Regions from separate parts of the Mus musculus genome. Here region 2 is linked to region 1. Evidence: chromatin contacts called from public promoter capture Hi-C data. All regions are on one chromosome and are shown on one strand. The core of a region is the stretch at or near the end of the contact, and the rest is flanking DNA. Distances in the headings are between cores, read along the strand shown. Region 1 holds the start of Dnmt3a (DNA methyltransferase 3A). Region 2 overlaps Dnmt3a (DNA methyltransferase 3A).

What was found. Promoter capture Hi-C pulls out the DNA fragments that hold promoters and counts their contacts.
Region 2: a contact with region 1 is called in a promoter capture Hi-C map of liver, with 1.9 times the contacts expected there. The contact joins the enhancer-like site here to the promoter of Dnmt3a in region 1. A contact is called at or near these places in 7 of 39 promoter capture datasets (the C10 cell line, embryonic stem cells, hippocampal neurons and 2 more), 4 of 484 Hi-C or Micro-C datasets (the HL-1 cell line, the N1E-115 cell line, cerebellar granule neurons and 1 more), 4 of 115 datasets of contacts at active chromatin or transcription factors (embryonic stem cells and pro-B cells) and 3 of 9 other capture datasets (adipose tissue, embryonic stem cells and liver).

What each region holds. Positions count from the first base shown.
Region 1 is chr12:3,803,097-3,809,691 of GRCm38.p6, forward strand. Dnmt3a (DNA methyltransferase 3A) reads left to right here and starts at 3,884. Exons shown (of 23, transcript NM_007872.4): 1 at 3,884-4,024.
Region 2 is chr12:3,907,342-3,914,111 of GRCm38.p6, forward strand. It overlaps Dnmt3a (DNA methyltransferase 3A), which reads left to right. Exons shown (of 23, transcript NM_007872.4): 23 at 265-6,770. The coding sequence ends at 406. Among named protein-coding and RNA genes, the nearest start is that of Gm31623, 16 kb to the left of the region's middle. Within about 2 kb of position 4,785, at least 9 of the 459 cell types and tissues checked have an H3K27ac peak or open chromatin away from gene starts, as enhancers often do. A contact at or near this core is called in liver, where this site is marked.

The DNA.
Region 1 (6,595 bases), core at 2,634-5,133:
ATTACATCCTCATCCTAACATGTCTGGTCTTTGCATGTGGTCCCAGATTTTGTCGTTAAATGGAGCTGTATGTCTGGTTTTATCCTTCAAGGACATGCCCATTGACAGGTGACATCCTCTGGTGCTTCCCCTTAGATGGTGGCTCTTTCTGTAGGTCAGAGGCTCTGGATACCCACGGGCACAGCAAACCCACAAAGGATCCATGGCACTTACAGTGACTTCATACTATTTTATTGGAGTCAAATGCACATAACACAAATGTCACTATTTTATCTGTATTAGCTCATACCCCACCGACCTATCTCTAGAAAGCATTCATTTTCAGGATGATGCTCTAGCAGTTAAACACTCTGCCATGCTCCCCATCCAGACCCAGGTAGCTAAGATTCTATTTTATGTTCACAGATTTGACTACTCTAGGCACCTCATGTAAATAGAACCATGCAACCTTGGTGTCTGTGACTGGTTCATCCGTGTTGCTTCCCTTTCAAGCCTCTGTAATATGCCACTGCATATATGGTAAGACATTATGGTTATCCATTCATCTGTTGGTAGGTGGACATTCAGGTTGCTCCCATTTGCGGCTACTGCAAATAGTTAGAAGTGTTGTTGCACAAACTCTACAAGCTCCCTCTTTTTACCCTGTTTGTGTGAGACAGAGTCTGCATATGTAGCTCAAGCTACCCCAAACCTCACCATGTAGACCTGGCCATCCTCCTGCCTCTGCCTCCCGAGAACTGGGATTACAGACGTATGCCTCCACACCCAGCTTGCTTTCTGTCCTTTTAGATATATACCTAACGCTGGGATTTCAGAGATACATGGTGATACTGCATTTGGCTTTTGGGAGAGTCACCAAACCACCCTAGAACTTGGTGTTTTTAAGCCACTGAGATATGGCACTGAGATATGGGAGTAGGTACCATGGGGATAACCTTCTCTATTGGAATGGATGCTGCATCCTCTGTCCAAAATGTCTAGGACCAAAGTAGGGGGTGTAGAAGCCTGTGCTCACTGCTTCCCTTTTTGTGACAAAATATGTCACAAGACCAGTCTGATCGGGGAAATACATCCTTGGGCTCACAGTTCCTGAGGGTTTAGTCCCGGGCCATGCTCCTGGGGCCGGCTGTGAGGCAGAATACTATGGTGGCAGGTGCAGATGGTGGGGGTGGGGGCTGGAGGAGCAGTCAGGAAGCAGGGCAAGGGACAGAGAGAGGCAAGGGATATCCCCCAAGAAAAGGTACTCAGTGGCCTAGGTCACCCAGCCAGGCCCCACTTCCCGCAGCTTCCAGAACCTCTCAAAACAGTACCACAACACTGGGTGTGGTGGCACACACCTTTGGTCCCAGCGCTGAGAGGCAGAGACAGATGGATCTCTATGCGTTTGAGACCAGCCTAGTCTCAAGATGAGTTTCAGGACAGCCAAGGCTACATAACAGAGACTCTGTCTCAAAAATAACCCAACAATAATAACAAAACCAAACCCCACAAAACAACAACAAAAGCCCACCACCTGCAGAGGGCCAGCCCTTTAAAGGGCCTGCCCATTAATGTGTGAGCCTATCTAGAGGGATGCTTCTTATTCCAACTGTGACAGAGCCTCAAGGTCAAGCCCGTCTCAGCAGCACCCAGCACTGATGTGCTTCCTCGCTGGACCAAAGACGCAGTGTTGGTGTCTCGAGCCAACGGTGACGCCCTGCAACTGCTACACACTGGTCCCAAGTCCCCTGACAGTTGCTGTGGGCCTGACTACATGAGCATCACAGACATCCCATGCTGTCATGGCTCCCCATGACAGCACCATCAGTACTGAATACAGACTTACATTTGGCTCTCTCATTTGGTCAGTTTTGGCTTCTTCCCACTGTAATATGCTGACCTGAGTCAAATGAACCTGGACTTAACTCTTGCTCTGCCACTTCCCAACTCAGGGTTAAGCCTGGATGGCTTTTAAAAATTGTGCATAAGCATGTTTTTCTTGCTCCTGTGTACCATATCCCTGCCACATCCCCTGGATCTGAAGTTAATAGTCAGTTGTGAACTGGCATGTGGGTGCTGAGAACTACACCCAGGTCCTCTGGAATAGCAGCCAGTGCTTTGGACTGCTGAGCCAGTCTCTCCAGCCTCATGGTGAGCTTTTTGTTTGTGGTGTTAAATCCTGAACCCAAGACTTGGAGGTTACCAGGCAAATGCTCTCCCACCAAGTTCCATCCCCAGTCCAAGCATGGGTTTCTTCACTGAAAAGTTGGAGCAGTACAAGTCACTCGACAGATGGAAGTGTTTGGTGGCTGGTGGCTACTCTTTAGAGGTAGTGCCATATAACTCTTGAAGTCGAGGCCTTTCTCTAAAATGGTCTTGTCCTTAGTCAAGCTGGGAGCATCATTTGGAGGGCTATGGATTTGGATACAGGAAGCCTGCAGTTCATACAGTCATTCAACCAACATTTATGAGGACGTAGCATGTACAGGTGCTGAGCTGTATTGAAGGCAAACGGTGTCCTTGTCCTCACAGGGCATGACGAGTCCTAAGAACTGGCCAGGTGAAAGACTATGGGTGGCAGAAATGAACACCAGTAGTGGAGGGTGGGGGTGCGATATTGAGTGCTATTAGGAAAGGTCAGGACAGTTGCTTTGGGGTAGGGAAGACTGAAGTGTAAATGTGCCCTGCAAATAGGAAAGGGTGGTTCTGTATTTCAATGAATTAGGCAACTGTCCCTTTGATCCTCAAATGGGGTGAAGTGTTCTAGGTGGGGCGTGTTCTATGGGAACCTGCTTCAGCATTGAGGGTCTGCAAATAAGTGTGCCGTGGGTGTGGGAGATGCAACTCAGGACACTGGGGCACTGAAGGGCTGGATGGATGGTGCTGTCCAGTGACAGGAGGGAGGAGCCTGACAAGGAGGCTGGGAGTCAGGGGATTCAGTGCCAAGCTCCAGTGATGGTAGCTGGAGAGGTGAGCACTACAGACCCGGAGCCCTGAGAGCACCCCCACACTGAGGGAGCCAGGTCTAGTGCCCGTCTGCAGAGAATCTTGCAGCTGGAAGAGGCAGGCCTTCAATGTCATTTAGTTCAACCTTCCACCTCTTCAGATCTTTCCAGAGCCCACCTGAGGGCATCCAACTCTTTTTGGACACCTCAAGGTACGGAAAGCTTACTGCCTTCTAGGGAGCCCACTCCGTGGCGGTGCTCGATGCTCTAGGATGGCCTCGAGGCGCCAGGCGCTCCGACCTTGGCCCTGTGCAGCCGTCTGGCCACCGCGGCACCTGGCTGTGGGTGGCGACGCGGCTGAGCAGGCGCTGCTGTCCCCAGCCCCAGTGCTGAGGCGCGCAAAGCGCAGTGGGCTCTGGTGGAGGTCGGGAGAACTGCAGGGCGAAGGCCGCCGGGGGCTCCGCGGGCGGCGAGGGGGGGGGACGGGGGGGGGCAGGCACTTGACACCGGCCCGGGAGAGGAGGGGCAGCTGTCCCTACGACCAGTGCTGGATGCGGGGACCCAGCGCAGAAGCCGCGCCAGGTAGAGGGGCGCCGCAAGGTGGGGAGGTTGCGGCCGGGGGACCACCCGAGGGGCACAGGGCGGCCGAGATCGCAGCTCCGGCAGGGTGCCCGGCCCGGAGCGCCGCAGTCGGGGCGCGGCGGGGTCCCGAACCCGCTCCTCCCGCCGGGGGCGCTAGGACCGTCCGCGGCTCGGATAGCTCCCGCCGCGGCGCCCCGGGGCCCCCGGGGTTGCCTCCCGGGCGGCTCCGCAGCGCCGGGGCCAGAGCCAGCGCGGCCACGGGGGGCGAGCGGCGGGCGGAGGCCTGGGCGGCGGGCGGCCGGAGGGAGGGAAGGAGGAAGGCGGAGAGAAGAGGCGGGCGGGGGGGACCCGGCGGAGGAGGCGGAGAGAGGGAGCGCGACAGCGACGGAGGGAGGGAGCGCGGCAGGCAGCGGGCGGGCCGGGAGGCGGCGCGGGCGGCGGCGCGAGCAGAGGACGAGCCGGGACGCGGCGCCGCGGCAGCAGGGCGAGCCGGGCCGCCCGACCCGCCGGGCCACACGGTAACCAGCACGGCCTGCGGCCCGGGAGCTGAGAGGGCGGGCGGGCGGGAGGGCACAGCAAGGCGGTGGGGAGCGCGGCTCGGACCCCGCAACTCGGCGCGCGGTGCTGAGAGCGCGGACCGCCCGGGCCGAGGGTTTGTTTATGTCCCCGCCGCTCGCCCGCCGCTCCTCTTCTGCGCGCCGCCTCCGCCGCGGACGCCCCTCGGCGCCCCCGCCCGGCCCGGGCTCAAGTTCAAGTCCGTACAATGCCGCGGGGGGCCTCCGCCGGCCTGCGCGCCGCCCGACGCGCGCTGCCGCAGGGCCCCGCCGCCTCCGCCTTCCGGGCTCTGCCCCCGCCCGGGGGCCCGGTCGGGGCCTGCGGCCGTGCGCTGCGGAGTGCGGACGGGACCGGGAATCGGGCGGCGGGAGGGGAGAGGAGGGGGAGGGGGCGCGGGCGGCCGGGGAGCGCCGTGGCCACGGCAGAAAATGGCAGCCTGGCACGACCCGGGCCCCGCGCCCGCCCCGCCCCTCCCCCGGGCCTGCAGGCTCCGCGCGGCGGGGGGGACCCTGGAGGCCCCCGGCAGGGCCCAGGGGCGGCCGGGGCCCGCGCCGGGGAGCGCGGCGTCGCGATCTTCCCGCGGCCACCTGTGGCTTGGGGGTGCGGGGCGCCGGCGGGCCTGGGAGGGGCGCGCGCGTGGGGAGCGTGCCCGCTCGGGGGCGCACGCTCCCGCGGAGGCCAGGCGGAACGGCGTGGAGGGGGGGGCGTCGCGCCCGGCTCCTCCCTGCCCCCGCTGCGGGCCGTGGGAGCGGGGTGGTGGTGGCGGCGGCGGCGCCGCAGTATGGGGGCGGGGCGGGAGTGGGCGAGGATCCCCGGGCCGGGCCGCGGGGGACTAGAAGGTGCGGGGGCGGGAGCAGCAAGGCTGGAAATGTCTCCGGTGGGGATGCCGGGGTCGCCCCCTGAGGCAGACTCCCCTTGCATACACTCACACGCACCCCCGCCGGGCCGGTGTAGACGTGTCCTTGAAAGCTTCGCATCTGCACAGTGAAGGACGAGGCCTCGCCGAGGCTGCGGATCGGGGGTCTCAGTCCCCATGTTGCCCTCACCTCAGGAGACACCCGAGCCTCCGAGCGGCTCCGGCCGCGGTCCGTGTCCTGCCCTCACCCGGACTCCCTACTCCACGCCGTCTTGCCCTCCCTCGTTGGCGCGGACCGAGCTGGCGTGCGTCCAGGGCCCGCCCCCAGCCTCCCCCAACCCCTCTTCGCGGGGCCCGCAGCCCTATGGCTGCCAAACTTCATTTTGCTTTCCTGGAGCCTGCCTTCTTGGGGGCACCCTCTCCCTTCGCTCCCCACTCAGTAGTTGCTCTCCCCCTGTCTCTGCATCCCCTCCTCTCCTCTTTTCCTGCAAGGCCAGCTGAGTAGGTGTGGACACCCTGGGTGAGAGAAGGCTCCCACTGGGTTCTCAGAGCTCCCTTCCCGGGCTCCCAGGGGGAGCCTTCTGTGGCTGCACCTTGACCTAAGATGGCGTCTTGCACCCAGCTGGGCAGTTCTGACCTGCGTAGGGCTGGGGAGGAAGGGCGGGCTAGGGACTGCATAACTGCCCCCTCTCAAACCAGAGGGGACAGGAGCCTTGGGGAGGAGTATCTTCGGCCGAGTGACCCAGCTTGCCCCTCACTGCAGTGCCCAGAGACTGCCATCAGCATCCCCGGGGACAGTTCAGTCTTCATGTTTCACCCTGAGCTGCCAGCGGCTGAACCTCCTCCTGGGCAGGCTGTGCAGGGATTCTGGGATCAGGTGCTACTCCACTGTGCCTCCTCCCTCCCAGGCAGATGTGACAGCTGCAGCCTGGGGAGCTATTCTTGCGTTGCTGGGGTGTTAGGACTGACCTGTGGGATTTGGAAAGCCCAGCAGCCTGGCAGACCCTCTTTGGGCTATCCTCTGTGCAGACAGGGGCCATTTGCAGGTAGTTAGAGCAGTCACTTGCTTTTGGATAGTTGGGTTGTGTAAGTTCCTGTGGGCTTTGGGGGCAAGCTGACTTGTCCCCTCTGCCTCTGGGGTCCATTAAGGCCCTTGTGGAGCTGTTATTGACAGGTAATTCTGTCGAAGAGTGGTGTGTGTGTGTGTGTGTCCAGGTAGGGGCCCCCAAGCCAACTTATGTCATAGGTCTGGCACCTTCCTCCCCCTTCCCTGTGGCCTCCTTCTCTAGGCCCTGCTGCCTCTCAGAGCCCCCCCCCCCCCGCACTCCTCCCCCCCCCCCTCCATGCTTTATCTTTGCACCCTTCCCCCATCAGATCTGCAGCTCCTGATTCGTGTGCTCCTGGTGGCCCAAACTTTTTCTTGTTACTTGGCCCAGCCTCTCCGGTGTTCGCCAGGAGCCTAACCTGAGGAAAGGTGTGTTCCCTTTAGACTCAAGGTCTGCTTTCCACAGTGGAGGAGCCCAAGAGAGGCCGCCAATGGCCATTTGTCAGGGTGTCTGCAGGCAGGATTCCTCTGTGGGGTGGGGGTTGGATGCAGCTTGCAGGCCCATTCCAACTTTGAAATTCTATGGCTCTGATTTTCCTGGTGGAATTTCAGACCCAGAATAGGGCTAGAGTG
Region 2 (6,770 bases), core at 3,535-6,034, 110 kb after region 1:
CTGCCTGCACCATCCAGTTCTCATGTGCAGGGCGCCTGTAGAGCACATCCAAGAGGCATTTCAAAGGTCTGGGGGTTTTGCTTTGTTTTGTTTTTTTTTACTGCCTTTGTTTCTGGGGAGTGTGAATCTCAAAGCTGGGATTATACTACCTATCTTTATACCCACAGAGAGGCTGGCACATGGCAGCCTGTGACAGGAATTCAGAGTAAACTAACATCCGCCATCACACCCGCACTCACTCCCTTCCCTGCCTTCCTCCCACAGGGTGTTTGGCTTCCCCGTCCACTACACAGACGTCTCCAACATGAGCCGCTTGGCGAGGCAGAGACTGCTGGGCCGATCGTGGAGCGTGCCGGTCATCCGCCACCTCTTCGCTCCGCTGAAGGAATATTTTGCTTGTGTGTAAGGGACATGGGGGCAAACTGAAGTAGTGATGATAAAAAAGTTAAACAAACAAACAAACAAAAAACAAAACAAAACAATAAAACACCAAGAACGAGAGGACGGAGAAAAGTTCAGCACCCAGAAGAGAAAAAGGAATTTAAAGCAAACCACAGAGGAGGAAAACGCCGGAGGGCTTGGCCTTGCAAAAGGGTTGGACATCATCTCCTGAGTTTTCAATGTTAACCTTCAGTCCTATCTAAAAAGCAAAATAGGCCCCTCCCCTTCTTCCCCTCCGGTCCTAGGAGGCGAACTTTTTGTTTTCTACTCTTTTTCAGAGGGGTTTTCTGTTTGTTTGGGTTTTTGTTTCTTGCTGTGACTGAAACAAGAGAGTTATTGCAGCAAAATCAGTAACAACAAAAAGTAGAAATGCCTTGGAGAGGAAAGGGAGAGAGGGAAAATTCTATAAAAACTTAAAATATTGGTTTTTTTTTTTTTCCTTTTCTATATATCTCTTTGGTTGTCTCTAGCCTGATCAGATAGGAGCACAAACAGGAAGAGAATAGAGACCCTCGGAGGCAGAGTCTCCTCTCCCACCCCCCGAGCAGTCTCAACAGCACCATTCCTGGTCATGCAAAACAGAACCCAACTAGCAGCAGGGCGCTGAGAGAACACCACACCAGACACTTTTCTACAGTATTTCAGGTGCCTACCACACAGGAAACCTTGAAGAAAACCAGTTTCTAGAAGCCGCTGTTACCTCTTGTTTACAGTTTATATATATATGATAGATATGAGATATATATATATAAAAGGTACTGTTAACTACTGTACATCCCGACTTCATAATGGTGCTTTCAAAACAGCGAGATGAGCAAAGACATCAGCTTCCGCCTGGCCCTCTGTGCAAAGGGTTTCAGCCCAGGATGGGGAGAGGGGAGCAGCTGGAGGGGGTTTTAACAAACTGAAGGATGACCCATATCACCCCCCACCCCTGCCCCATGCCTAGCTTCACCTGCCAAAAAGGGGCTCAGCTGAGGTGGTCGGACCCTGGGGAAGCTGAGTGTGGAATTTATCCAGACTCGCGTGCAATAACCTTAGAATATGAATCTAAAATGACTGCCTCAGAAAAATGGCTTGAGAAAACATTGTCCCTGATTTTGAATTCGTCAGCCACGTTGAAGGCCCCTTGTGGGATCAGAAATATTCCAGAGTGAGGGAAAGTGACCCGCCATTAACCCCACCTGGAGCAAATAAAAAAACATACAAAATGTACTGGTGCTTTCTGTCTAAGTTGCCTTTTGTGTGTTCTTTTATAAGGCCCCACCATCCCCTCTGCACATGGCAGCTCCGGTCCTGGAATGTGATGTTTTTGGTCATCTCTAAAGACTGCAGTTTCATACTTGGGAGGCTGATGACACCTTTATTATAATTATTCTTATGGTTCTGGCTATAATTGTTTTAAGATTTTCTTTCAGAAAACAAAAACCCAACACCCTTCCCTTTAGGTTTCAAACCAAGGTGCGGGGGGGTGGCAGGTGCTTTTTTAAGGACCAGTGGCTCTGGTGCCCTGGCTCCCACCCCTCAGGCCAGGTGAGCCACTGGGCAACAAGCTAGGCAGCCAGGGAGTTTGAGGCCCACCCTCCGGGCCAGTCACTCTTCTCTTCTTCTTCCCTTCCTCGTGAGTCCGGTGTGTCAGGGCTGGAGGGAGGCCGGGGCAGCCTCCCTCCTTGTGTGTGTGGTTGGAGTGGCGTGTGTTTCTTTTCTAGTGTTTGCTCTGATGGCTGTGCTCTCACTTGAGTCAGCTTCACCTGGGCCATGTGCTCGCACTTTGTTCCGCTCCCCAGCCAGGGCAGGCAGCCTGGCATTGGCAGCGGGAAGGGAAGGTGTGCTTGGCCCCAGGGTGAGGGCTTGCCTGGATGGATGGAGTGTAGATATGTGGCATATAGAGATATATATTTTATAATGGGAGGGGGGACGGCACCTCCTGGGACCAGCAGAGACTGGGAGGTGTGCTGTCAAGCACATGGTCCCAAGACCGCATCCCTAGAAAGATGGGGCCTATGATAGGCCCTATATAAATACATAGATAGGGTCATGTATAAGAAATATACACAGAGGGGGTTGGAGGGAGTGGGCTCTGTGTTGAGCCTGGGTCCTTCCCGCAGACAGCCCCACAAACAGTATATCAGTCTAACACATGCACAGGAATCTATTTCTGTCTGGATGCACACCAGGGAGCCCCCAGCACACTTCTCTGCAGGATCAGGACGATGGAGTCGGCTACACAGCTCTCTCTCGTACATCTGTTGCCCTGATGACAGGTAGACTCGATCCCAGAAGTTGCTAGGTGCTGAAGTCAGGAAAAGGAGGAGGTTTGATCCAAGCAGGTGCTTCCTCTAGCAGGTCTGTGTTGTATTCCCTTTGCCTCTGGTGATGTCAGCTTCTGTTAGCAGCCTGTGGTTACTGACCTGCAACTCTCGGCACCAGTCAAGTCAGCCCTCAGCCCCTACCTATTCTCCCCAACCAAAGTCGAACTGAAATCTCTCTTGGCCATGGGGCTTCCATTGGGAAAATAAAATGTTAAAAAAAAAATTAAAATGGGACAGTGAACCTCACTTTTGGAGTAAAGCAAATCAGTAATTAGTGCTAAAACTAGTCAGAGGCTTTGGCCCCTTGCTCACTGCTCGGGACTAAGCTTGGCTGGTGGCTTGGTACACTGCTTGGGCTGTGTAGTCCTGCCCACCTCTGCTCATTTTCTCTGGATAGAGTTTTAAGATCGCAGCTAGTTTCCCCTGCCATGGCAGGTATGACTATGGGGCTGGAGCATCCAGGAGAGGGGGATGCTTGCCCTCTTGGAGTCCCTGTACTAAATGTAACGTCCTCCCTTGCTCCAGCAGGGCTCCATTCTGACCTGGAGTCCACCAGCACCATGCAGGAGGACTGGAGGGGAGGAAGGCTGCTTTAGGCAGTCCAAGGTGCTCCCTCCCCCTCTAGCAATGGCAAGGTCTTCCCAGCTCCTGTCAGGACTGTCTTCAAAGGCCATCTCTGCCCACCGCATATGTGACGAAGCTAGCCTTTCCCAGGAGCCTAGTGCCGCCTCAGCTGGGCCTGGTGCTCCCGTGCCTGGGGTTAGTGTGAGGGCTCAGGAGGAGGAGTTCCCAAGGGACTGAGTAGAGGCTTCCAGGTGGCTGACCAGTACTGACCTGACACGGTCCCTGATGGACTCCTCATGGGGCGGGCATCGGGTGGCCTTCTCTAGCTTTCCTTCCAGCCCCATCTGTAGGCTTAGTCTTACCATAGTGTGAGGGCACCAGGCGAGTTAGCCCCCAATATCTTTTGGGGAGGGGTGTCTTTGGGACTGTGCCAATCTGGCTATTCATCCGTCTCTACCCCAAGTGCGGCTTCTAGGGTCACCTCTGAGGAGAGCTGCTGGGATGCTGGGGTAGCTGAGGGGAGGTTGTGGGGAGTTTGCAGTGCATCTAGGAACTAGCTCACTGCAGGTGGGGCTGAAGCTGGATTCAGTCATGGGAGGTTCCCTGTGGGCTTTCCTTTCCAAAGACTAGGCTTGTTTTCCCTAGAAACTAAGGTGCTGGGGACTGGGTGACAGCCACCTCTCAGCAGGTGCCGTGTAAGTGTGAAGATTTGTGAAGATCTGTGGCCCTTGCCCAGGGGAGGTAGCTGGTGCTAGCACCAGGGTCACAGAACTAAGGCCTCCTGAGGAGGCACACATACCAGCGGGGTCCCAAGCTGGTGCTAATTCCTCTCATAGGACCCAGTAAGCCCGGGAGCCTGCAGTCGGCTGTTTCTCTGCTGTGGAATACCCTGTTAGAAAGCTGAGGTCCCCTAAAGAGCCTCCTGGACCGAGTCACTTTTGTGGCCGGGCTGAGTATGGCAGCAGGTAGAAAGATCCGCAGGCATAAAGATCCCTGTGGCTTTTGGCAAATGACTGAAGTGTGGATGCAGGAGCAATGAGTGGAGGCCAACATCAACAGCATCTACCCTCCCCAATAGTGTCTCTGTTCTGGGGGTGCTGTGGTCCTCACTTGCTGGCTTAGGATTGGAGTTAGGCTGAGCCACTTTGAAGGAGTGTGTTTACAGGAAGATACAAATTGTTGGTTTCTCTATTCTTTACTGTACAGTGTGTCCAGAGAGTAGAAGAAAATTCCTGGGCCTGTCTGGTTGGTGCAGAGCTTTTATGGCACTACAAGGTCTTCAGGAACTGTCACTGTAAGAGCCCTGGCTGTGAGCTGGGGCTACGTGACCACTGCAGCTGAGTTTCCAAGCAGGCCTGTGTTTGGATCTGAGTTTGACGCTTGGCGGCTCCCAGGGCTTGGGATGAGTGGCAGTGCTGACTTGTTCACTTGGCAGAGCCACCCTGTGAGGAGGTGGACTTAGTGGCCCTTTCCAATTGATCCTGTCCCATCCAGGCAGTATCAGCACTAGGAGCAGTGCTGGGTCAGAAGTCCGAAGGAAAGGACTCGGTTGATCGGGGTCATTGTGAGCTTGTGTATGTTTGTGTAGAGAAAGCTGAACTTTGGGAGGAAAGGCCTTGTCCTTGCAGGCTTCCAAGACACCGCTAAGGTTAGCCTTTGGTTGGAGACAAGTCTCTAGCCCAGACACTGGAGTAGGCGCTGAGACCAAGAGGCAGGCCAAGATGGAGATCTATGGAAGGCCCTTTGCTGGTAGGGATTCAAAGCTTCTCCAGGGGACCCCAGAACTCTATTAACTGGCTCCCCTACCGGGACAAGCTTCGTTTGTGGGCTCATAGAGTGGCCATAGAGTGGGTTTAACCCAGCACCAAGCCTGAGGGCATGAGCAGTGGTCTAAAGTCTCACATAGTCCCATTTTACAGACTAATTTGATTGCCCGGCCGTAGAATTCTACAGAAACAACAATCACTGAAATTCCTTAGAATACGCAGAGGGAGGAGGTGACTCAACACGGTGCTAAACACATTTTATTAAAAATATATATTGTTAAATTAAGTCTGCTGTCTGGACAATGATGTTCTGTTTTGTTTTCTTGTAGTGGAGTTTAAAAGAGACTATTATTTTACTCTGATATATTATTATTAAAAAGGCATTTTAACTTTGTACTTGAAAACTAAGTGAGCGATTTCACGTGTTTTAGCTGAGACATCGAAGTAGCGGGTGCTTACTTGTGGGAAATCATGTATTCATACTACAACATAAACTCCGTAGCTGATTTGGTAATAACTTTTACTGTTACAGACGAATTCGCTTTGACCCCGGTGGCAGAGCGCTTTGACTCCACATTCCACGCAGCTAAGTGCAGGACCTTCCAGAACCTTCCCCGGTCCCCCCTGGTCCTCTTTCGGTTCCTCTTCCTAGCTCTCTCTTTTCCTAATTCTTTTTTTTAAGAATTGTCGTTTGTTTTTCCTGGTCCCGGCTTCCTTCTACCACTGTATTTTTTGTTAGGGTTGCTTCTCTATTTATTGACAGTAATAATGTACATTTCACAGTCTGGTTCTGGGACAGCCAGGAGGGGTGTGGGGGGCTGCATACAGCTTGCTGCACTCTCCGGTGTCCTGTTGTATCTCTGTGTACGTGATGCTTGTGACATAGCTGTTGAAGAAATATTAAAAGGTCAATGCGTACAGCAGGTGTAGAGAGTCCGTCAGTTCCGCTTCATCACTTTTTTTTTTTTTTTTTGTGCCCAGAAGAATATAATAAAGCTCCTTTCTAATGTACTTGTGCTGGAGAACACTTGAATAAATGGACTGTTTTTGTGCAAAAAGAAAAACGGAAAAAAAAAAAAAAGCACCGTCATAATGTCCTTTTGTCCTGCGACTCCTTTCCCCTGATGTGGCCACTCACAGTCCTCCAGTGGGCTGAAGTGGGTGCAGTTTACGTTGGGAGGGTCTGGGAAATGGATTTCTAAAGTATCTCTCATATGGGTGTTAACTAGGGGTTGGGACCCAAGGGCAGAGGGAGTTTGGTTCAAGATCAAAAACAGGTTAGACTAAGGTGAAGTTGTCTCGTTTACTTCCCAAACCAGCAGATTCTCGAGACCAGAGCAGGCAACAGACTGGCATCCTGGTTAGCTGGCAGTAGGACCAGCAGGGACTTATGGATGCCAGAGTCCAGAAGGAAGAAGTCAGCAAAGGAGAGAGGCAGCTGGGGCTGGGGGAATCCTGGAAGAACCTTGCGTTTAAAGGAGATATTTGCAAACACTTGACAGGTGACCCAAGGGCTGGGATCAGTGGCCAATAGGGCTACTGCTGGTCTGAGCATAGGCTGCCTGGCAGGGCCTTGCAGCCTGAGGAGTTGTCCACCGTGTCTCTGCCATACCTATCTAGAAGGGCCGTCTGTATGCGGGGTCTGTCTGTCCTGCATATCTCCGGGAGTAGCCAGCAGGCTTGGCTG